Regions from separate parts of the Zea mays genome. Here region 2 is linked to region 1. Evidence: chromatin contacts called from public Hi-C data. All regions are on one chromosome and are shown on one strand. Each heading gives the region's core, a stretch centred on a gene start, on an enhancer-like site or on the middle of the called end of the contact. The rest is flanking DNA. Distances are from core to core; before and after follow the strand shown.

What was found. Hi-C and Micro-C count contacts between places; a contact is called where the count stands out from the background.
Region 2: a Hi-C map of ear shows a contact between it and region 1, with 2.5 times the contacts expected there. The contact joins the promoter of LOC100284101 here to the promoter of LOC100284331 in region 1. A contact is called at or near these places in 2 of 25 Hi-C or Micro-C datasets (ear and tassel).

Annotation. Positions count from the first base shown.
Region 1 is chr2:79,883,186-79,890,332 of Zm-B73-REFERENCE-NAM-5.0, forward strand. It overlaps LOC100284331 (mitochondrial import inner membrane translocase subunit Tim17 family protein), which reads left to right and starts at 3,550. Exons shown (of 4, transcript NM_001157226.2): 1 at 3,550-3,690; 2 at 3,793-3,906. The coding sequence starts at 3,585.
Region 2 is chr2:80,419,057-80,426,203 of Zm-B73-REFERENCE-NAM-5.0, forward strand. LOC100284101 reads left to right here and starts at 4,023. Exons shown (of 9, transcript NM_001156999.2): 1 at 4,023-4,238; 2 at 4,354-4,497; 3 at 4,636-4,978; 4 at 5,063-5,295; 5 at 6,764-6,923; 6 at 7,008-7,129. The coding sequence starts at 4,173.

The DNA of each region.
Region 1 (7,147 bases), core at 2,300-4,799:
TGGATGATGAGCTCCAACTTGCTTCCCTTCTTGACATGCGCTACAAATCCTGTCTTTCTCAAAATGAACATTTGTTAGTCCTAAAATGTGCTCTCCCTTTAGAAGCTTGTGAAGATTCTTCATCCCAACATGGGCAAGTCGGCGATGCCAGAGCCAGCCCATATTGGTCTTAGCAATTAAGCAAATGTCTAGCGCAGCATTGTTATCATTAAAGTCAACTAAATATAGCTAACCATCTAACACGCCCCTAGTCTGGACGGTCCACCCCTGCACATCAACGGCTGAAATCGCAACGGTCAGCAATAACGACTATAGAACATTTAATGTGTCGTCAGATGTCAGATAAAGCAGTCACAGACGGTCCGGTCGTGCACCCCGCACGGTCCACGAGGACGCAAAAAATGAATTTTACCGAACCTGTCACCTTCGGGTTTTTCAACGATCGGACGGTCCGCGCCTAAGGCCGGACGGTCTGCGCTTGGTCTTGGATGGTGCTTGCTTCTCCATCGGACAGTCCATAGTGTTAACTTGTGTTTTTGCAGTGTTCCCATCTAAGGCTCACCCTGGTGTCGCGGACGGTCCGCCGCAAGGGCCCGAACGGTATTCCGGATAGTCGACTTAGAATAGTTGTAGATGAACTTATGCACCTGAGAAATGATCAACTAGGCAAACTAGTTAGTCCATAAGGTTTGTGATGGTTGACAAACACCAAAATCGATTATAAGAAATGTTTAAGTCCATTTCCCTTTCAAGAAGCATGTGTCCTAGTCAGTGGACGTCCCCTGAGAAAACACGACAATTAGAGCGGTCTCTACCAATAATAAATCCGATGAGAACAACTTTGACCAGACAAAGAGCACATTAGGTAGATCTACTGTTAATGCCACGTCGCCCATGGGATGAGAGGAGCGGAGCTAGCGTCGGAGCAGAAGACGAGTGAGCTAGGAGACGGGCTCCCGGTCCCTTTTGGCGCCGAGGAGGTTCATAGTTGGCTGGACTCGATGCAACTTTTATCACCTAGTGAACATCCTTATCCGGAGGCGAGCGCCCTAATCCTCCTCGCCGGTGGCGGTGCAACGACAGAAGAAGCAGGGTGGAGGTTGTTGCGAAATGGACGAGGTTTGTTGCTAGGGCGACAATTGTTGCGAACGCTGTTGTGCAAACAAATAGGATAGGGATGGAATATGATCTGGTACCGCGAGTTGATTTTGAAGAAATACAAGGGGTTCTTTGTAAAAAGATGACGCGAGACGACCATTGAAACTAATGCTTTAATATAGTAGAGATTTCAAACCGAGCCATTTTATTCTATCACGAAGGAGTCCAAAATCAGGCCAATCCAGCCGAAACGAACGAGCCCTTATCCAATCTGATCACGCAACCCAATTTAATTCACCCTCGAGCCAAACACATGGGATTGCTTGGGAAGTCGGGTTCATGGTGCATTTGGCTTGTTTGGTTTGAAGAGTGAGAAACCTACCTGGCCCAGGCAGCAATTCCAGACGTCCGATTTTAGATGTGTAGGACTATGAATTGAGTTAGGGGTGAAAACGGACGGATACGGACGGATAGTAGCTCATCCTGTATCCTACCCTAATGTATTTAAAACGGATTCGGGATCGGATACGGATAGTTAGAAACGAGACGGATACAGATACAGGTACCGGATATTTATCCGGGTTTCTTCCTGTATTTCGTCTTTTATTATGTTAGATGAAGGGGAAAAATGGGAACTCAAAGATATCGAAGAGTAAAAAAAAGGATGGAAGAAAAGAGTGATTGGTTGAAAAGAAAGAGAAATAGAATAATGAGAAGGTACAAATATTATTTGGTCGGATATCGGATACTTGTCGGATATTACATTAGTTGGTTATCATAAAATATTCTTGTTCGGCCACGAAATTGCAAGTAAATTATCAAGGCTAATAAACATTTTATAAGAAGATAATCTCAAGTTCCCACATAAAAATGGTAAAGTGAAGTATTGATTATGTTGAAACTTGGATACTTAGAGTGATTTCATGTAACTCACGCAATAAGTGGAAATAAAATAGAAGAAATGTCTACATAAAATCATCAAAATATAATTAAATTCATAAAATACACTAGTTCGATCCAAAATTGCAAAAATGTTAAGTGAAGTATTGATTATGTTGAAACTTTGATACATGAAGTGATTTTACGTGTAACTCACGCAATAAGTAGGAGTGGAATGGAAGAAACACTAGCATCTTGTGGATTTTATAGTCCAAATGTTTTTGAGAACTATATGTGGATATGTGTTGTGTCTCCGTAAAAATTTATGAATTGTTTGGGCTATTTTTGTATTATTATTATTTTCTATAGAAAATCATCAAAATGCACTTAAATTCATAAAATATTCTAGTTTCACTCAAAAATTGCAAATAAGTTACAAAAACTAATAAATATTCTATACGAAGATAACTCAAGTCCTCACATGAAAATGATAAAGTAAAATACTGATTATGTTGAAACTTTGGATACTTAGAGCAGTTTCACATGTAGCTCATACAAAAAAGTTAAAGTGAAATGGAAGAAACAAGTGATTCTTATAGATCTTATGATCCAAACATTTTTATGGTTATATATGAACATATGGTGTGCCTTCGTAAAATTTTTAAAAATTTGAGGCTATTTGGTGTATTATTAATTTCTTGTTGTAGGAAATCATCAAAATACAATTAAATTCATAAAAATATTGTAGCGTCGACGGAAAATTGAAAAAAGTTACCAATACTAATAAATAGTCTATAAAAAAAATAACCTTCAGTTCTCACATGGAGATAACCTTGAGTCCCCACATGAAAATGATAAAGCCTATTAATTTGATATAAATTTGAACACTATTTCAATGATTTTGACCTAAAGATGTGTTTAAACAAAAATGTGATGTACTACAAAGTTATAGATCTCTCCGAGCTCATAAATTTTCATATAAACTTTATTTTCATCTGATTTCATATGTAAAAGTTATGATTTTATAACTATATTATTATGCAGAAAAAGAAAAAATGGGTACCCGTATCCGACCCGAATATCTGGGTATTTACCGGGTAGTATTGGCTCCGTATCCGACCCGAATACGAAGCTGCACTATCCGGGTATTAACCGTATCCGTTCCGAATATAAAAATATCCGTATCCGTATCCGAAAAACGGGTATTTACACTATCCGTATCCGGTACCCGGCGGGTATACCCGACTCGTTTTCATGGCTTGTTTCACTAATCTTGGATTGGAGTGGATTGAGGTAATATAAGGTGTATTGAAGTGTAATATGAACTAATTTCTGTTTCAAACCCTAAAATACACTTCAATTCACTTCAATCATTTTTTTACCCAAACAAGGCCTAAATTGAGTTGACTGACCAGCGCTCAGGCGATAACCAAACAAACCCGTCTCTATGCCGACAGGCCTCCTTGCCTAGCCCATGAGCCATGGCCCATCGCAGTTCACAAATCAGCGGGCCGAATCACGCAAGTTCGTAGCCCGAATTTCCAACACCCAAGCCGTGCTCCGTCGACCGTCACCTCGAGTCAAAAACCGCCGCCGGCGTCACGAGGATGGCTGCTCCTACCGATGAGGCTGCCGGCTCAGGGACGCCGGGATCTACCGATTCGTTCCTCGCCGACTGGAGGGAACGGATCATTCTGCCGGCCGTCGCGGCTGGTGAGTCGTCTCCATTCCCGTCCTCGTTTACGTTTCTCGGGTCAGGTCCTGCGCTGGGCAGGCGTTCCTCGTTTAAGTTTTGTCGATTCGGTTGCTGTGCAGGTGTGCTTGGAGCCGCGTTCGGGCTGCTGTCGCGGCACCGGGCGCGCCTTGGCGCCGCCCGCGCCGCTGTCACCTACGCCGCGAACCTCGCCATCGTTGCTGGATGCTACGGAGGTGAGGTCTCTGTTCCATGAACATCCCATTGATGGGTTGCAAAGTTTGGCTTTGGGATGAACGGAGACTGGTTCTGCCGTTCTAAATTAGGCTTTACACACTGTGGGTAGAATTTCGTCTTATAATTTGATGATTCCTGGTGTGGGTGAGGTTTTGCTGTTGTACTTCATTTTTTCTGTTACATAAATTTTGCTTGCTAAAGTTATGATCGGATTGAATGTATCAACTGGCATTTACAGGCTTGCTGGCTGCTGGACGTATTTCTGGGTACTATGGCATAGCTAGATTTGTGAAAGTTAAATTGGTTGGTGTTCGTTTACTCAAAATGACCAAAGAAGTCATGCAATTGCTGGTGACTTGTTTTTCAGGCATAGCTAGATCTATGAGGTAGTTATTGTTTTTCAGGATTGCTACTATTAGAGTATTTCTCTGCCCACATGATACCTGATTTTTTTCTCTTTCCCATTACGGTGAGATCCATCCCTCGAGACCACCCCCACAAGACCAAGATTCTCAATGTCGACTAGGGTTTGGAATTTGGAGATTGGGGGTGGGGGGTTAAGGGTGGAAGATATCTAGTTTTAGAAGGTGCCCGTAGAATTTGGCTTGTTTGGTGTCAAGACAGTGGGGATACTAACATGGGTGGCGGAGTACGGACGGTAAGAAGCATTGAGATGTTGGAAACCCACTTCGACATGTTACCATGGTGACAAGGAGTAGTGGGAGCCATTAGAGATGATGTGAGGAGGGTGGGGCTGGGTCGACCACGTGCTGCTCAAGAGATGGTGGTGTGGAATTTAGGAGTGGGCAATCAGTTTGAACCGAGAATTCGGTTTAGTTTATTTGGTTTCCATAAACTTCGGGGTGGGGGGGGTTAAGGGTGGAAGATATTTGGATTTAGAAGGATGCTCATCGAATTTTGTTGGTTTGGTGTCGAGACAGTGGGGATACTAACATGGGTGGCAGAGTACAGAGGGTAAGAAGCATTGATATGTTGAAAACTCACTTCGACATGTTACCATGGTGACAAGGAGCAGTAGGAGCCATCAGAGATGATGGGAGGAGGGTGGGGTTAGGTTGACGACGTGCTGCTCAAGAGATGGTGGTGTGGAATTTTGGAGTGGGCAATCAATTTAAACCAAGAATTCGGTTTGGTTTGTTTGTTTTTATAAACTTCAGTTTCTAGAAATCAAGAGCCAATCAGTTAGACGCAAAAAAACACAAAATTGACGAATTCGGTGTTAGTTTCTTCGGTTCATTTGTCAGTTCAATTGAATAGTTTTGTCTCGCGCATCGCCTCAATCGTGCTCGTGCAGATGCCTAGATGCGCCGTCGTGGTCGTGCCCACATTGCCTCACGTCAGCTCCGCTATCCGGTTGTGTAGATGCGCCACTGTCTACAGAGATGCTGCCATGTGGGGACTCAAGTATGCCAGACGTTGTAGGGCTAGGGATGTACGATGGGCGGCTGAGCGTGTGGCACAGGCAGAGGCCGAGCGCAGCAACACGCTGGAAGCAACCTATCTGGTTGGATAGGTTAGGTAACCGCTAGGAGGGAAGTTAGGAAAGATAAGGATTAGTGTTAGCTTAGATCCTAAAGTATAGGGTTGATCAGTTGGGGCCATGGGCCATATATATCCATGTAAGCCGCAATTTGAAAGTTAAGAAAGATATTAGCCCTGATCTCCTATCTCCCTGTCTTCACTAAGCCTGCGACTGAGGAATACCTCGCCGAAGAAGACGGACGGCGGCTACGAATTACGTAGCCGCGGTCCAGCTACCCGAGGGTACATAGCCCTTGACAACCTGGTATCGCGATCCCGGCGATCCTCATCTCCACCACCAGCCGCCACTTTCCCACCACCAGCCGCTGCCCAATCTCCATCCTCCACCACCAGCAACGACGTTATTCCACCACCAGTAGCCGCACATTCTCCATAATCCACCGCCAACAACATGGGTGACGACATCAAGACCACCTTGGAGACGCTCGCGGTCAAAATGCAGGCCCTAGAGACCGCCGTCCAGGCCAACGCCGCAGCGATCCAGGCTCTCGCCGCTGATCGCTCAGCGTCGTCCTCCAACGGACCCCGCCTGAGAACCGGCGAACACTACAACGACCGGCCGCCTCGGTTCCAGAAGATGGACTTCCCCCGTTACGACGGCAAGTCTGACCCCTCCTCTTCATAAGTCGTTGTGAGTCGTACTTTTATCAACAACGGATTATGGAGGAGGAGGTGTGGATGGCGAGCTACAATTTGGAGGAGGGCGCGCAGATGTAGTTCATCCAAGTCCAGGCGAACGAGGGAACTCCGTCCTGGCGCCGTTTCAAGGAACTGCTACACCTGCGCTATGGGCCGCCGCTCCGATCCGCCCCGCTGGCCGAATTGGCGGAATGCCGGCACACGGGCACGGTCACCGAATATCAGGACCGGTTCCATGCGCTCCTCCCACGTGCCGGTCCCCTCGCAGAAGAGTAGCAGGTCCAGCTGTTCAAGGGAGGTCTCCAGCCACCACTCATCATTTATGTCCCAGCTGATACTTATGTGATCTAAGGATAAGAGCTATGAGATCTCTTCTAATCCCTATCCAACTAACCAGAGATAATCTCTCCTTTTTATTAGCTAACCCTTATCTAATCTATCCTGGCCGCATATGGCCTGTGGCCTGGCTGTGGGCCTTAGCCCTCCTAGCCACTAATGGCCATGTGCCTGGTGTAGGTGTCAGTCATAACATCTCTCCCCGCCTGCTGAAACAACTCGTCCTCGAGCTGAAAGTCGGGGTATGCAGAGCGGAAGTCATCCAGTGATCTCCTGCTGTTGTTGTTCGACCTCCGGGGTGGCATCCGCCGTGGCGTCCTCCACGACCTCGTCCGCCTAACTCAAAGTCGCCCGACTCCAAGTAGAAGAGCCGCTTGCACTGGTGGCCATGGACGAATGGCTCGTCACAGTTGAAGCACAACCCTTGACGGCGACGCTCCTGCTGTTCTGACGGCGTGGATCAGCGGTCGGCAGCCGCGGCCGGCTGTGTAGTGCCTCCGGGTGCAGCCGCGGGCTAGAGAGGCAGTAACGCCACGCCAGTCGCTAGGGACCTGGCGGGAGCATCGCCACAATGTTGTTGGCGCGTAGCTCGAATGCCTGGGCCAAGTAAACCGCCGTCGGAAGGTCCTACGACGCGCACATCACCACGTCGATGCGGATGTGGTCCGGAAGGGCCCCCACGAAGAGCTCCGCCTTCTGAAC
Region 2 (7,147 bases), core at 2,773-5,272, 540 kb after region 1:
ATCAAAGCTTTCCGAATAGCTGCAATGAATGCCACATTTTGATTACATGTATATGACATTTACTTCATAAGTTATAATGTGAACATAAATTTTATTTTAAGAGTTTTTTTCAAATACTTACGTTCAAAATGATGGGTGCTGTGATGGTACGGATTGAAGTGTATTGCTGTATAATCAGATGACTCGAGGTACTCTAGCGTAGAACATTAAAGTTATCATTACCAATCATTAAACGAAAATTACTAATGACATATGGGCATGAAAAGACGTAGGTAAATATTGTACCTTGCCTTCTAAATCGCCGAAACATAGTCCCAATTATTATGCCATAATTCTCATTAGCCAACGCCCAGCGGAGTGCATTTTTGTTTAGTAAGTCACCCCAAACTTTAATAGTGTGTAAAGACCACCTAGCATCCATGACAACAATCTTCCTGACATTACCCCACATTGTGTGTTGAACTGTATCTAAGTGGACTACAATAGCCATAATGTCTACAAAATTGTGAAAAATGGATTAATACTGATTTCTGCGAAGGTGTTAGAAATAGTAGGAGATTGATATACATTCTTACCAACTAATGTCCGGTTTGGCAGTTCGGCAATAGCAGCAAGGTTCAAGAATATATGTTTTGGGAATGGCGACATTTGAAATGGAACAGTGTACGGCTCCACAACAGTTTGTCTGGTGAGATACAATTCCATGGGACCACTTATATGTCGAAAACGATCACCTAAATTAATGCTGAACTCTACATTGTGCATCTTGTAAACATGTTTTTCGTTGATCAAACTATCGAAGTGTTTGACCGTCTCATATGAACTTGTCATGGCCTCGATCTTGGATCCCTAATATTATTTTAATAGTTAAAGAGGCAATGGTATTAAGGTCATATATAATTTATGAAAAGGAAATTATGAAAATGTTGTCTTACGTTGATGTCAGACAAAATGAAATGTTGGCTGTCTCGATAACGTGGCTCAATAGGAAATTTAACTTCTACCCGAGCGACAATATTGTACTTCCGCGGTAGCCCATAAAAATCTTCATCACGATAGTCATCGAACAACCTGAAGCTATATTAACCATTCGATTAAATATAGGGTCATAAGTTTGATAGACAAATCGTGTGTAACCATTTAATATAACTTACATAGGCATCCTTTTTGGGCGGTCCGCTGCAGCTCTTTCACGATTCAATACGACGGGATCCATCGAAAATTTGTATCCTTTAACAATGTTTAAATTTTAATTTTTATAATTGAGTAGAGGGGGCAAGCAGAACAAGGTTTAGTACATTGATTATATTTGTTTATTAAACACCAATGCACGATAAATTTGCTGAGCAATAAAGGGTCTTTGTCTTTGTCTTTGTGTTTAATGTTAGACCCACTAAAGAAGCAGAAAGAGAAGCAAGTGAGAAAGAGAGTTGGGAACGGATGCAAGCGCACCGTACTCAAAGTATACTACCAGCTAAGCCTTCCCACTATCATGTTATCTCAAGTTTAGCATCAACCTATATATACAGGAAGCATGCATATAGAATTTTATACCCCAAAAAATTCCCCCAATACACACAATGGAATTAACTCATGTCATATTTTAATTACAAATTTTACCATATCTTACTAAACTCACCGATGGGAAAACCAAAAGTTATTATATAAAGAGGACATCTAAACTTCAGTAGATTCAAAAAGAGAGGACCCTAAATCCCACTTTCATGTATCTCAAGTTTAGCATCAACATCTATATACAGGAATCATGCTTATAAAATTTATACCCCAAAAAAGACCCCAAATACACAAAAATTAATTAACCTATGTCATATAACTGGACTAAAACTGAACAATTAGCAGAGTAAATTATACCACATACATGATTCTTTGGTAAACTGTACAGGTTATACGGATACTATATCTGAGATATATCACTCCTGCATATAGTAGGTGTACTTTTAATAAAAACAAAATTGATGGCTGACACTGAATCGAAATGGCAGCACAACTGTGGACATTGTTAGCTGATACTGTCGACTATGAACAGACTGAAAAGCAGTTGACGGACTAAATCCATAAGGTAGAATGAGTTAGCTGTTGTTACTTGCAAATGTGTAAGCTGCTTGTGAAGTACTTTTCAGTATTAAACATTGAAAAGAAAAAAACAGAATTACTATCATAAACCATATTAATCACTGCACACCTAAAATTTTACGTGTTTCCACACTGTTGGAGAACACGTCCATTTTAAATCAAAGTGGCCTTGAACATGGTAGTCCACTAACAACGGGAGGATTATATTCAAATGGAGCAACTACTAACATGAATGGGTGGACATCAACATTTCAATAAGAAGTATGGATACTGACTATTTGACATGACTTACTCTTCATGCCTAATTTATCACCTTGAAAGCTTAGGATGTACATGATAATTGGCAAAGATGTCATGCTGTAACTGGTGGTGATAATAAAATTAATGTGATGCATATACCAGCAAATTGATATTACAATGGGAATACCTGGCAGCGATGGCGAGGTCGTTGGGCTTCCACGGCTGCAAATCGGCACTGCTTCTGCTACACGGAGCTCGCGACCGATATCCCGTCGACTGGTGGCTCACGATCTTCCGCGCCGCTGCTAGTATGGGGACCTGGCGGCGATGATTGAACAAGATCTTCCGCGCAGCTGCAAGGGGCTCACGATCGCACGGGTGTTAATAAAATTAAGGTGGATGCATATACCAGCAAATTGATGATACAATGGGAATACCTGGCAGCGATGGCGAGGTCGTTGGGCTTCCACGACAGCAAATCGGCACTGCTTCTGCTACGCGGAGCTCGCGACCGATATCCCGTCGGCTGGTGGCTCACGATCTTCCGCGCCGCTGCAAGGGGCTCACGATCGCACGAGGATTTTGGTTGCGGGGCGGGGCGAGACGGATGGGGACGACGTCGGGATGTGATGGAGATGAGCTCTTTGACGGCACAGATGGCGGGTATATCACTGCAATCCATGGCGTGAGAGTTAAGGAGGTGGTAGTTGACGGGGAGAACGGCGTGGGGATCGCGGTCGGAGCGGGATTTGTTTGTTCGCGGCTTGAAGATGAGGATTCGGGGCGCCATGGGAATGCGCGGATATCGGATGAGTCGCGCAGTGCGGGGGAATCGGCGGGGGCGGCTGCGCGATGCGGGCTCGGCTGCGCGCGGCTGCGGGGGCGGGTCGTCTGCGGGGGCTGCTGCGCGGACTCTGCTGCGCGCTGCGCGGGGGCGGGTCGTCTGTGGGGGCTCGTCTGCGCGGGATCGGCTGCGCGATGCGGGCTCGGCTGCGCGCGGCTGCGGGGGCGGGTCGTCTGCGGGGGCTCGTCTGCGCGGGCTCGGCTGCGCGATGCGGGCTCGGCTGCGCGCGGCTGCGGGGGCGGCTCGTCTGCGGGGGCTGCTGCGGGGGCGGGTCGGCTGCGGGAGCTCGTCTGCGCGGGCTCGGCTGCGGGGGCTGCTGCGCGGGCTCGGCTGCGCGTGGGCGGTGCGGGGTCGGATGCGCGCTGCGCGGGAGCGGCTGCGCGCTGCGGGTCGGCTGCGCGTGGGCGGGGTCGTATGCGCGCTGGGCGTCTGCGCGGGGATGGAAATGGACGGTGGTGATTTGGTGGACGTAAATGGACGGTTGGGATATAGGTGGGGGCATGGTTGTGCATGGTCTACACTACCGTCTTAAGAATTAGTAGAGATAAAATATATCATAGTTATATCGTGATATATTTTAAACAATGGTATTATAAACTATAATTTTAACAAACAAAGTTACCAAACAATCCCTTGTCACAAAAACAGAAAAACCCCGCGCCTCTCGCGTCACCCACGCACGCACCCATCCCCATCACGGCCGTCCAGCCTCCGCTCTCCCGTGTTTCATGCCACGGCCCACGGCCCACGGCTCCTGAAGCACTCTTGGCCGCACGTGCCACTGCCCCAACCCGCCGCCGCGCCCGTACCCTTATTTAACCCCGCCGCTGCAGCAGCCGCCATCAACCTTTCCCTCTCCTCTCTGTTTCATCTCGCCAGCTTTGCGGGAAAAGAGACACCAGGGACAAGCCCCGCCTCCTCTCCCGAGTCCTGACGTGCCCCTTTTGCTCCGGCCCCACTTCCTCGCAAAACCCTAACCCCTCGATCTCCCAAGATGGCGTCGCAGCCGCCGCCCCCTGCCGCAGCCGCGGCATCTGGAGCTCCGCCGCCGGCACAAGTGGTAAGCTCACCGTCCCCCGATCCGGCCGCCGCCGGGGCCGACCTCGCCCGCTGGATCCGCGCTGACTCGATTCGTGCACCGTGCTTGGCCGCGGCCCTCCTCTTGTTATGTGCAGGTGGGCAACGCCTTCGTGCATCAGTACTACAACATCTTGCACCAGTCGCCGGAGCTCGTCTACCGCTTCTACCAGGAGGCCAGCTGCCTCGGGCGCCCCGCCGGCACCGGTGCCGACGGCATGGACACGGTCACCACCATGGACGTAAGTTCCTCGCCCACGCGCGTCTCTTACTCCCCCGCGGACCAGATCTGGTCGCCCCAGGCCTAATTCTCACCGCAATGGAGTGGTTTTGGGGTGGCGTGTGCCTCTGATTGCGTGTATGCGCGTCTGATTCTGCAGGCGATTAACGACAAGATCGTGTCCATGGGTATCGACCGGGCGGAGATCAAGGCGGTGGACGCGCAGGAATCGCTCTGTGGCGGCGTCAGCGTGCTCGTCATGGGTCATCTTACGGGGAGGAACAGCGTCAGCCGCCAGTTCGTGCAGTCCTTCTTCCTCGCGCCGCAGGAGAAGGGCTACTTTGTGCTCAACGACATACTGCGCTACGTTGGGGAGGGGGGAGGGGACGAGGGGGCTGAGAAGCAGCCAGCACCTGAGGTTGCTGCGGACGCGGAGACGACCACCTCTGCCCCTATCCTGGCCAACGGCACTGTCGGAGGAGACGCCACGACTGTTCCTCAGGGTGCGTAGCAGTGTAACATCTTTCAAACTGTTTTGTTGCTGTGATCATGTGTTTGAACCGATTTCTTTCTTTGTCTGTTTGTAGATGCTTCGCCGCAGCCTGAGTGCCAGGTGGCCGAGCCTGCACTTAATCCAAAGGAGGAAGTTCTGAACGGGGAGGTTTGTAACTCGCTAAGTGATGTGGAGAAGCCTGTTGCTGAGGAAACGCCGGTTCCTGATGTCATAAATGAAGTGCCAAATAATGTTGCAGTGGCTCCACCAATTTCATCCCCTCCTGTACCATTGAAGGAGGCACCAAAGAAGTCATATGCTTCAATTGTAAGTTTTCAAAAACCATTCATTTTCTTGTATCATGCTCAACATCATGGAATAAAATCAGTACCATAAGTTGTGCATGCATTTGGTTAACTAGATATGTGCCATTATAATTTTACCTTTTTTGAAACACACCATTACTATTGAAGAAAATATGCCTCTGCTGATGGAATTCTAAATATATTTGAGATATGCCAATATTTACGCCTGGATATGACTTGGTCCTAATGTCAGGCATATGGAGGGGTGCCATATATCCGTATGGACAAGATTACCCCTTCTTATCTCTTGCACTCACTGACATGTGGGGCCCACTCTCCAGCCTTCCTCATAGTCTCCCTCCTTCTCTACCTTTTGTGCTAAAATGCCTTGGGTGGGCTTGGGAAATGCAACTCCCACCTCGCCCGCGCCGCTGCAGCCATGGTTTCTTGCCTCCACTGCCATGGTGGACAATGGAGCTTGAGTGCTGCAGGCCTAGTCCTTCATCTTTGTGGGAGAGGAATCTGTGGCCAAGAACCTCAAGTGCACGATCCCGTGCTCCTACTTGATGAGGCTATGGGTGTGGCTGATCGCGTTGCTGGAGGCCGAGGAGGACAGGGAGACACATGACGTGATACAGGCACAGTGCTGCATGTGTGCGCAGCTGGGGAAGAACTGGATCTCATGCACGGTGCTTAAGGGATCTTCATTTGTCATTACCTTGTCTCTGTTGACGCTGGTCGTGACTACCGCTGCTTTCTCCGCCTTCATTGATGCGGTTGCCTGTTGGCAGCAGGCCCCCACTTGCGCTTGGCGTGTGCCTATGATCGGAAATGGAAAAGGTATATAGAGGGAGGGTGAATATGAATGAGAAGAGGATGGAGCAATCTTACCCATAGAAATGTATGGTACCTCTCCATAGCCTGGCAGTGGGCCCAAGATGTTTCTAGCCGTACATAATGGTGTATCTCAAACATATGTAGAGTTTTAATGGCAGGGATATAGTTTCTTGAATAGAAATGATGTGTTTCAAAAACAGTAAAATTATAATGGCACAAATCTAATAAGCCCTTACAATATTATCTGGCCGTACGAGGCAAAAATTTCAATCCTTTTTGGGATTTCTTGTTATATTTTGTAACATTATAGTGAATCTGTGTTAGGAAAGAGGAGATTTTGCCATATTCCCAACGTTGTCTGTAATCTGAAGCTTAAATGTTGTGAAGTCTCTAATTCTTAGTGTCAACACTGCATTAAGTGATCTGTTGAACAATTACTGGCACACCATATGATAAATCTTCTAAAGTAACTCTTTGGTTTGGAACATGAATAAACGTTTGTTATTTTCATGTTAATTCTCGCGGCCCTATTGTTTTACTTATAATGGGGTTGCCTTCTGGTGAAGAAATTTTTAGGCTTTCTTGTTTTGTGATGTTAGTTGTGACTTGTCACCTGTGTAGCATTAAGATGACATTTTTTTGTTATGCTCCAGGTAAAAGTCATGAAAGAACATCGGCCATTAGCACCTGCAGTTCCTTCCAGACCTGCACCCCCAATAACAGAGAAGCAAGCCTCTCCTGCCCCCACTCCAGTTACTGAGGCTCCAGCTTTCTCCCCTAATCCTCAGAGCGGCGGCTTTCAAGATCCAGAAGGTATCATCTAAACCCAAAATTGGAGCTAAAACTTTGACTTCAGTTGGCATCATCTGATGATCTGCTTTACAACCATCTTCAAAGTTGATGCACATGCCATATATGTGCGAAGTCTGCCATTAAATGCCACACCACAACAATTAGAGGAAGAGTTCAAGAGATTTGGAACCATTAAACATGAAGGCATCCAAGTTAGAAGCAACAAGGTGCATGCTTTTCTTCAC